Linked DNA regions of Triticum aestivum: region 2 is linked to region 1. The links are chromatin contacts, called in public Hi-C maps. All regions are on one chromosome and are shown on one strand. Each heading gives the region's core, a stretch centred on a gene start, on an enhancer-like site or on the middle of the called end of the contact. The rest is flanking DNA. Distances are from core to core; before and after follow the strand shown. Region 1 holds the start of LOC543378 (pyridoxal kinase). Region 2 holds the start of LOC123102309.

Region 1 (5,378 bases), core at 1,050-3,549:
GGAGCTCCTCTTCCTTCCTCTAGTGCATCTACCTCCTAATTGTTTTTCATTTCTGGTGGTGCATTTCCAAATGGTTTGGCGGTGCTAAATTTTTCATTGAAGTTTTCATACTTTCTCATCCAAGACATGATGGGTATATGAGTTTTTCATCTATGTTACTCATCCATGTGTCTTTTAGTATCTTCCTCATTTTTATTTTCTTCGCCTGTGTGCAAATTAACAAGAAAAAATAGAAGGTATAACAAGAAAAAATAGAAGGTATGACAGTACACAAGTTTGATAGTTTTTTGTGAAAAAATACAAAAAATTAGAATAGGTGGAGTACTTACGTATGAACACCGTTGTTGATATAGTAGTATCATTCCCTCTGGTTCCTTCACTATCACATCCGTCCATTTTCATGACCCGCTGAATTCCAATACATTTAGGAGTAGTGGCAGAGGACGGAGGAAAATAAAGGTGGGGCTGACTCTAAACTCCAGAGCACAAAAGAAATGGTTTGATGCAAAGCAAAAACAAAGTATTTGACACCTTGACCAGTACTATCAATAGACCACTACTATGCACGATCTTAAGTTGATAGAAATTCAGAAACTTATATTGCATCGCTATAAATTTAGAAAAAACAAATTAACAACTATGATGACCCCTGCCCCTTTGCGTTTGCTGACCGCTCCCTCTCCCCTTCATGTCCAACTTCTGGCTAGCAGCTAGGCTGATGCTGAACTTAGCCACCGCCCGGACTTCGGTGACGCTGTGAAGCTATTGTCGTCCTGCACTGCTAGAGGTTGCGGTCCTTCCTGCAGAAGATGGAAGTACAGGCTCCAGCATTTAGGCCATTCGCAGAGCCGTCTTCTTGTGCAGTCTGATGCCGACCGTCACACTAATTGTTGTGGTACTTGCCTGCCGGAGTACCGGTTGGCGCTAGCGATCGCTTGCTCAGCCAAACGCATGATGATTAAGCTAGCGAATGCCCGACCAAGCCACACCGACAACACACCCTAGTGCCTCGACCCACACTAAAACGGGCATGTTTCACTCGAGCACGCCAGCCAAGCCCATGATTGCTCCTTGTCCAATCCCCCTTTTCTTCTTCCTCTCAGCGATGAATAACACAGCGCCACAGCCACCATGCACTTTCGCCATCAAATTGTATAGAAACAGTGATTAAGAAATGAAGAAGCAGATGCACCTTAAGACAAGTTGCAACAGAACAGAATCAATGAGACATAAAGTGCAAGAATGTAGTTACACTGAAATGCTTCAGACATCAATAAATATTTTTCATCCTTTGTCGTCTTATCAATAACTGAAGTTTCTCGGGCAAAGTATGTGAAGCTCAGATTCACATGCTGAAAACCAATCTCTCAAACATGAACAATAATATGGTGCATGAAACCAAGAATGCACACACTTCTGCGTTCTGAGGATTTTATCAGGATAGTATATACACTTAAAACAGAAATACTTATGTTATTCCGTGGCATTATCTCCCAGCTCATCAATTTCGAAGGAGAAAAATAACCCACTGTCACATAGGATATGTGATTTTGTTAGCAGACATGAAGTAATTTGATCCACATATACTCTATGTTGTTTAAGAGAGCGATTCAGGAAGCACATGTGAGGGATGCGATACTTACATCACATGTGAGGCCAGGAAGCACGTGTGAGGGATGAAATACTTCCGCATCTTGGCACAGAGTGTTGGTCGTTTGCAGCAGATTTACACGAAGTACTCAGCGATCTTCCCCGTAGAACGACCAGCACGGAGGAGATCAGTGCGGATTTCAAACTGGCAGGGAGCAGATCGCCGCGCCGTGGGCTCGTTCGCCGGCGGCCGCCCTGCATGCACCGACTTCGTGCTTAGGGAGCAGACCACTGTGATCAGAGATGCGAGGGATGCAGGCGCCGCAGCGCCACGGGATCGCTCGCGGCCTCATTCGCCGGCGGCCGCCCTGCGTGCGCCCGCTTCGTGCTGAGGGAAGAGATCGGTGTGGCCCGAGAGGCGAGGGGGAGCGGGCGCCGCCGCGCTGTGGGAGACTTGTGTGGCTGGAGAGGTTAGCGCTAATTTTGGGGTGAGATTAGATGGAGGTTAGCGCTAATTTGGCGACGTGGCTGAGGTGGGCCTTCCGTTCGCTTCTGGCAGAGTTTTCGTCCGCATAAAAAAATTGCTAAACGTACCTTTGGTTGAGGGTTAGTTTTACCTTGATGGTCAGCTTTAATTAAGTTACCTTTATCGTGAGGCTATTATTGATTTGTGTTGTTACGTATAGCTTAGGCTGGGTGTATGTTTTCTTGTTTAATAGTAGTAGAGAAAAACAAAAACTACGCTGTCGTGAGCGAAGGAATCCTATCCCTCGCTTGCCACACGGACGGCCACGATAGCGTCAACTGTCAGCCGTGCGATCCCATCGCCGTCCGCTGCTGGTCCACTCGTCTATCCCCCACGCATACTCTTCTTCCTCCGCCTCCGCCCGCCTCACCGTCGCATGCTCGCCGCCGCCGCCGTGCCGCCCCTGCCGCCGCTCCCCCGCTCGTGCGCCTCGTGGAGACGGTGGATCCCATCCACTCCTTTCTCCTCCAGGTGGGTAAAGATAATCTACTTGTCGATTAATTAATTATTAATATAAAAAAGTAGTAGCTGTGGAGACCCGTAGTTGCGTAGTCCACCTCCAAATCTCCGAAGATATTCCGCTGCCGATTACTCAATTGGTTAGGTTGGATTAATGGTGGAAGATCGGAGTAAAAGAGAACAATTTGGCCTCTCCTTCTCCCTCCTGTGTCTGACCAGCTTTGCTTGCCTTTGTGCTGCTGCGATTTCGCAGGGACGGACCTGGTTGGCGGCGGGGGACGAGTGGAGGGGCGGTGCATCCGGCGATGGCACGGCCGCCGATCCTCTCCGTTGCACTGCCGTCTGACACGGGGCGCGTGCTCAGCATCCAGTCCCACACCGTCCAGGTGCCACACCACCCTCTCTCTCCTCTGTTCATCTGCCATGATCTTGCTTAACTACCTGCATCTACGAGCAATTGGCGGCTGTATGGTACGATAGTCTGGGTTTGGGAGCAAATCAAGTGTTTTGCGGGTTCTAAGATCTCGGTGGCTAGGCCGAGAACACCAGCTGTACTCAAGTCATTTGCAAGTGCTTCATGACTGAATTATTATTTTTATTATTCAATTCATATCAGACATGCATGCGTGCCGTGCTGCTTGCACACCATCATCATGATTGTCTCCCGTTGTGTAGTGTCACCAAGTCGTGTGGTTGCTTACTGGTGAATGCAGTTGTTGTATGGCATACATATGATCATACTTGGGGATTGCTTAAGTGTACAATAATAACTGTGCATAGCATTGTTTCGGAAATCAGGAGTACTAGTAAATTACTGAAAACCTTATGTTTGATTTGATTTATTTATGTCCTCTACTCATGCTGCTTTTCCTTAATTTAGGGCTACGTTGGCAACAAATCTGCTGTCTTTCCGTTGCAACTCCTTGGTTTTGATGTGGATCCGATAAACTCTGTACAGTTTTCTAATCATACAGGTATATAATTGGGCTATTCGGTAAAATGTGCAATATGTCTGGCACGCCTAAATATTTTCCACTATGTGTTATCTCAGGATACCCAAAATTTAGAGGACAGGTTCTCAATGGCAATCAGCTGTGGGATCTTATTGAAGGACTGGAGGAAAATGAATTATTGCACTATACACATTTGTTAACAGGTGAATGACCATTACGACTTCTTCAATTTGGGATTTCCCATCCTTCATGTAAAAAGCAAGTTGATTGGTCTTCAATGGCAGACCATTAATCATCATCTCTTTTTAATCAAACATAATGCTTTATACACAAAACAACACGCTATTTGTTTATTTTTGTCGAAGTAACATGCTATTTCTTGGTATTCAGGTTACATCGGCTCTGTTTCCTTTTTAAATACAGTGCTACAAGTCGTCGACAAATTACGATCGGTCAATCCTGATCTTATATACGGTAACCTTTTCTCATCTCCATTATCTATATGGTCAGTTCTGTTGTACAAAATCTTATGGGGAATTATGTCATAAACAAATTCTAAATAGAATTTGCTAATGCATGTCCACAAACGCTCTGCAGTTTGCGACCCGGTTCTAGGTGATGAAGGCAAACTATATGTTCCTCAGGATTTAGTATCTGTTTATCAGGAGAAGGTGATTTAGCCCATTTCAACTTGCTAAAGTTATCTTTTATGATATAAAAAATGCTGGGAATTACTTATTGTAAGGCTAGTTAGCATGTTACAAAAAAAAGACCCTGCAAGTTTTACTGTACTCCAGTATCCATTACTCTTCAATAAGCAAATCCATTCCCTAGACTGAAGGTTTACATTTTTTCAATAAAACAGTACATATAGGCAGCTGCATCTCCTTTCCCCTTTAGAAGTTAGTCGAACAGTCATGCGCAGTGTGTTCTGTGTTTCGTTCAATTAACTTCTCCCATTTACTCATTGAGCTATGGCATGGAAATTACATGATAGGACAGTGTAATTTCAAATGTGTTTAATGCTCATAATGCTCTGTGCTCATCGTAATGTATTCTTTTTTCTCATCAAATAATCTCCAGGTTGTCCCAGTTGCTTCAATGCTTACACCAAACCAATTTGAAGTTGAACTACTCACAGGATTAAGGTATTCATTCTATTCTTTTTGGAAAAGGAAAATGAGAGCTAATCTCTTTATTGTCATATACCCCGTCAATCCGCCATACTTCTGTTCTGTATCAGATTCCATATAAATTCAAATTTAGCACTTCCAGGAAAAAAAATATACTGCTAATTTTGGCCTGAGTAGTCCAATTTTTCTACCATTTTTTGGGTTCTATAGTTAATCTTTAACTCAAGGGGCAATGTGTGGATTAGGGTGCAATGATTTGAAATTCAGTCACAACTGGGTGACCTATATACAGGTGATACGTAAGAACTAAAGGATGGGTGGGTGGGGTGGGGTGGGATGGGGGGGCTGTAGTGGGCATTCTGTAAACTGGTATACTTCGGTGAGGGCATATGGCTTAGTTTCTGCATGAAATATCTTTTTCATGCTTATTTGACAATAACAATAAATCTATACACAGACAAAATCATTTTTTTGGTACTCTCATACATTGGTCAAATATTTGTTTTCTTTCCTATTTGAATGTGTACATGCAGAATTACCTCCGAACAAGATGGCTTGAAAGCTTGCAATACCCTGCACAGTGCTGGACCGCGGAAGGTTTGTCCCTTACAGGCTTATAAGATTGCTAGATAAACCAATAAAAGTATTGATGTGCTACACAGAGTCACTGTTGGCCCTATGACCAACTATCCTCGTTCCATGTTTCTTCATTTAAAA
Region 2 (5,378 bases), core at 1,099-3,598, 530 kb after region 1:
ATTGACCGCCCCAATAAATCCAGTGGATTCAACACAAAAGATTCAGTACTAGTAGTAGTACCACATCTAGTACATCTCAAAGAAAAGGACACACTTGGGGTGAAGGCCACAAGAAAAACCATGGTATTTCATCTTTGGCCCTTCAGATCCCCATGAGCCAGCTTGAGATTATTAGCCACTCAGGGAGGCTATTTTGCATTAGTCATTGGCTAGTCAGCATCCTTATCACCTACGTGTTGGTTGAGCACATGGAAACCATGTGTTGTGATGGGGCTCCAACCACCAAGAAATTGAGAGGTGACGAAAAATTCCAAAAAATAAAAGATGTCACAAGGGATGGTGATAATCATGGCATGAGATATTACACATATTGCTTCAATGAAACGATATATTACATATACAGAGAAAACGATATCAGGAATACATCATTCATGCCTCTCACACAACTCACTCATTGACTTGACTTAAACCTAGCTGCTCTCTCTTCTCTTCTGGTAGCCACTCTTTTGTACACATCTCCATGGCCTTGCTGGCCCTGGATTTCTTGGTTGCATGGACAAAAACAATTCCATCATAAACCAAAAATAAGCATGATGACAGATGAACTAGGACAGGTACCTAACTAATTCCCAACCCCTCCCTCCAACCTAATTGAATGACTAATCCAGAAGGAAGGCAAAGGGACTCATGAAAAAATTGATTCATACAAAGAGGGCTAAACTTCGTGTTTCTCGTGCCCTCTGTCCCAGATCCCCCCTTCTAGATTTCTTCTACCCCGTCCCCCCAAACTAGAGCTCCCAAATTTACATGAAGGGCACCTGCATCTGAACCTGAAATTTATTTACATACAAAAAGATTTGTGGTAAAATTACCTAGACTCATTATACTTATGGGATTTGATTGATGGATTATATAGTTTTTAGGGGTTAAATTTTGGACTTAAGCTCCTCTCACTCATCTCCTCACTCTCATCTCTCTCCCTCCCAAAGCTTTTGCACTACTGAGGGGAGAAGATTTCCTGGTTATTCGATGTTGTATGTGCATCTAGACCATGGCGGCGATGCCATGGCCACGGCCGCTACGGCCACCGTCGAGGCAGTCAAAACCCTCGACGCGGACGGCTGGCTGGAACACGCGAGCGCACCCAGCCGAGGAACGGGGCGACATCGGCGGTCCCGCCGGGCGTGGGGTGGGACGGACCACCACCGGCGCTGGCGTGACCGGCGACATCACCGGCCACCATGGCAGGGGACTGGACGGGCAGTCCATGCCGAACCGGCTGTCGTGGACCACCGGGTTCGAGGCCCGCCGCGGAGGCGAGCCACAGAACAGCGGCGGCTGAGGGGACGCCGCGGAAAGATTGCTCTCGTCGCCCTGCAAGAACCGGAGCAGAAACATCAGCGACCCGTTGGAGAAGCCACGCGAGGAAATCATGGATCTTGGGCCGAGGCGGAGAAAGAACTCACCTTTGATAGGAGGAGGTCGAGCAGATCCATGCCGGCGCCCGCGTCAGAGTGGCCGCTCTGGTGGCACCGGAGGGGCGCGACCGGGCGGCGCGGCTTGGGGCAGAAGAGCGGGCTCTTCGCGTCGGTGGCGGCAGCGGCAGCGGCGGCGACCGGGACGGGGCTCTTCATGGCGGCGAAGTGGCTCATGGTTTCTTTTTTGGGTTTTTTCGGTTAGTTGATTAGATCCGGAAAATTTACAGACCCTGCAAGAACAAGAACAGCCAAAGAAATTGCTCAGTTTCACCTCTAAAATCGTTCAATCTTCACACGAACGAGACACCAAAAAACATTTGCTAACTAATCTGATTTTTCCCCACCCACACAGAAAGAAATCAAAAGAAACTGGAACCTTCCAGAAGATTTGTCACAGAAGAACAAATCCTCTCGGTTTTATTCTCTCTTTTTGCAAGAACATGTGGTGGGTTCCCAAGATCTGTAACAAAACCTATCAAGAAAACAGAAAGAACGAGCCTCACCTCTACCCCAGACCACACAACACAGATCCCCAACAGAAGATGAGAAACTAGAGGGAGAGAGATAAATAGAGAGATGGGGGAGAGGAGGTTGATGTTTACCTGAAGCTTCGCCTCTGGATTTCTCTCCTTGGATACAGGGGGAGAGAAAGGAGGAGAGCCAAAACTATTGTTACTCCTACCAAGAAATAAAAATAAAACAAAAGAAGAAACTCTCAGGATTATGAGAGGAGCGGGATGGGCGTGCCGATGGGAGGAAGGAAAGGGTAGGAGGGGATGGGAGGCCTTAAATAGCCAGGAAACGGGGAACCACACGGGGACAGCTTACCCGTAGCAAGTGGCAAATATTGTTATTTTCTCTCTTTTCTCTTTCTTTCATAATATAAAGAAGGGAATCCTTGATAGTAAAAAAATGGGGAGATATTTAATAATTGCATATGGGAAGCAGGTTGAGCAAAAGCTGGTGGGGGGCAAGAGGAAATTATTTCGGCCTGCACGGCAAAACTGCTGCCATAATTGAAGCAATAAACAAGATGGGACCTTTTTCTTCCTCGATTGGTCATGGAGGCCACCTTTTCTTTCGGTTTCTTTTTATTTGTGTAGGGAGGCTGGTTTTCGTGCTTCTTTGAATGATTTGGTCTGTACGCCACTCCACCACCCCTTGTTTCCTTGTGTACTTGCTCTTGAATCCTAAGCTGTCTGCCAATAATTTTGATATAATTTGTATCTCTGCAAAGAGGTCTCATGTGCAGGAGTCTGATCTTTGTAGCGTAGTTTTTCCTTATTTTTAGAGACATTATCTTTGTAACATAGTACTTCCTTCTCTCTGGTTTATTGGGCTCATCTCATTTTTTTGGTTTTACCATACTATAAGTCTTATTTTCACTTCATTCCACCACATGTTCACAATCCAAGTTGCATTAAATTGATGCATGCAAAGATTAAAAGAAACCAACCAGTGCATGTAACTATTCCTACTCATTTGGTGGTCATCCATGTATATATTGTAATTAATCCATATTAAAGTTTGAGTAATTTTATAAATTATGAGATACTCCACTCATCATCTGCATTGATTGACGAGATTTTAAATTCAAGCCCTATAAACCGAAAAGGAGGGAGTACCACCATTTTGGATCTAAAATGATGAGACCTGGACAAACCTGGCCATATGGGTCGTGCTTATAAATCCAGCCCGCGGCATGTATTTTTTGGCACGGCACGAAGTGGCACGCGGATACATGGGTTGGGCCGGCCTTCAGCACGCCATGGGCCAGTGTTGATTCCTAAGGTCAAGCTTTAAGGGTGGCCTGACACGACCCTTTTAACTATGGCGCCATTTTAGGGGTTTTCTAGAGCTGTTTTGGACGTTTTAGGGTATTTCTACAATTGTTTTAGGGATGTTTAAGCCTTTTAGGTCTTTTTTGGTAGTTTAGGCCTTTTATGTCCTTTTTGGCCTTTTTAATGTGGGTCGGTGTGCGGGGCCGATCCTCCATCCAAACTCTTCGAGTTGGCACGACGCATCCTTTTTATAGAAAGGCCGACATGGGTTGTGCTGTGCCTTGCCTTATCCGAGGCTTGACGGGTCGTGTCGACCTAGATGGTCAGGTTAGACCTGAGTTACTTCTCTACTCTCTCATATATTTGTTTTGTTTTTCTATGTACTGCTCAACAAGGTTGCTCTGAAAACCCATGTTTATCTTAGAGCAACTTCAACGTTGATCATTAAATTACCCACAAATATCTGGACCGGGCCATCCACACACTTTTGACCATTCAATGGCGGTTACCAAATTTGTCCCGACTAAAATCCCGCAAATTTGCGCCAATTACAAGGAGTTTGGAGAGTTCAGATGGATGTCACGTCATACTCTGCCAATGCGGCTTCCCGCACCATGTCCACTCCGGTCTAACGGGTTCACTGCAACACACGAGCATCCCGCCTGCCCCCATTCACTCTGGTAGATCCGCCTCCCGTCTACCCGCATTATTGGCCGTGCCATGACCTAGAAGCCTACTACGGCTTAAAAGCCCACGAGGCTCCTCCTTGCAAACAGTACGTGCATAATCATCATCCTACCCCGCACATCCAGTGGCTGCCGCACAACACCAAACCTTCGCTTGCCACAACAAGCAAGAAGTCTGACGCCGAGAAGTGATCGTCAGTGAGCGAAACCGGATTCAGGGACAGCTCCCTAAACCGGGAGCCACCGTGGGTGTTGGTTCCCCTGCGGGTCGATTGGGTGTCACAGTCGGAGGAGGGGTTGTAGATGTTTTAGGAGGAGCAAGCGGAGGAGGAGGCCTCCCTCGTCGCCAAGGAAGAAAAGAAAGATCGACGACAACCTATGATTCCACTTTTCTCACCTCCGTTGCCTCACAGCTTCCATCAAAATACAAAACAACTTCGTTGCTGAGGCCCCTGGAGCTCATGCTAGATTTGGCCGTCGAGAGGCAGTTTGTGGCCCCACGCGTGGACCACTGCGTGCTCGTTGGCCCCAAACATCATGGCCGAGCACCTACCCGACATTTCATGACAGGATTATTTTCCATGGTCATGTACTATAGCGCACCGACGAGTCTGCGGTACTCCAAAGGATCAGAGACGGGTGCATCGTCGGAAGTAGAGAGCTTGGCGCGGATGTCCACCGATGTGACCACGGGCTTGCAGGCATGCATGTTGGCACGCTCGAGCAGCTCCTCTACGTACTTGCGCTGCGACAGGTAGAAGCCACGCTCGCTGCGGGTGACAGTGATACTCAGGAAGTAGTGCAGGGGCCCGAGATCTTTCATCCAGAACTTCGCAAAGAGTTGTCGCTGCAGGTGTTGAAGAAGTGCAGTCGACGAGGCGACAAGGATGATGTCGTCAACATACAAAAGTAGATACGTCGTGCCACCGTTGTTGTGGGGAACGAACAACAAGGGATCTGCGTGGGTGTTGGAGAAGCTGATCCGGCGAGCATACGTAGCGAAGTGGGCAAACCAAGCGTGAGGCGCCTGCTTGAGGTCGTACAATGATTTATCAAGAAGACAAACGTGGTCGGGGTGGGCGGCATTGACAAATCTGGCTGGCTGTTGACAGAGGACCTGCTCGGAGAGGCGGCCATGGAGGAACGCATTGTTCACATCCATCTGGTGAACAGGACAGTTGCGGGAAGCAGCAACCATGATCACCATGTGAATGGTGGCAGCCTTGACCACAGGGGAGAGGCTGGGACAAGCCGCGAATGACCCATCGGGCTTTGAACCACTCCAGAGTGATGTCGACCTTGAACTTGTGCCGGAACAACCACTTGTCGCTGACGATGTTGGCACCGACTGGTCGGGGAACGAGCCGCCACGTCTGGTTCTCCATCAAGGCCCTGTACTCCACCTAAATTCTAGACAACCAACATGGATCGCA

Evidence for each region. Hi-C and Micro-C count contacts between places; a contact is called where the count stands out from the background.
Region 2: a Hi-C map of leaf shows a contact between it and region 1, with 3 times the contacts expected there. The contact joins the promoter of LOC123102309 here to the promoter of LOC543378 in region 1. A contact is called at or near these places in 2 of 5 Hi-C or Micro-C datasets (both in leaf).

The regions. Positions count from the first base shown.
Region 1 is chr5A:58,211,440-58,216,817 of IWGSC CS RefSeq v2.1, forward strand. LOC543378 (pyridoxal kinase) reads left to right here and starts at 2,300. Exons shown (of 12, transcript XM_044523612.1): 1 at 2,300-2,587; 2 at 2,829-2,961; 3 at 3,456-3,549; 4 at 3,627-3,731; 5 at 3,919-4,002; 6 at 4,126-4,199; 7 at 4,612-4,676; 8 at 5,195-5,258. The coding sequence starts at 2,493.
Region 2 is chr5A:58,739,935-58,745,312 of IWGSC CS RefSeq v2.1, forward strand. It overlaps LOC123102309, which reads right to left and starts at 2,349. Exons shown (of 3, transcript XM_044523614.1): 1 at 2,081-2,349; 2 at 1,467-1,708; 3 at 355-1,374. The coding sequence starts at 1,652. The coding sequence ends at 1,045.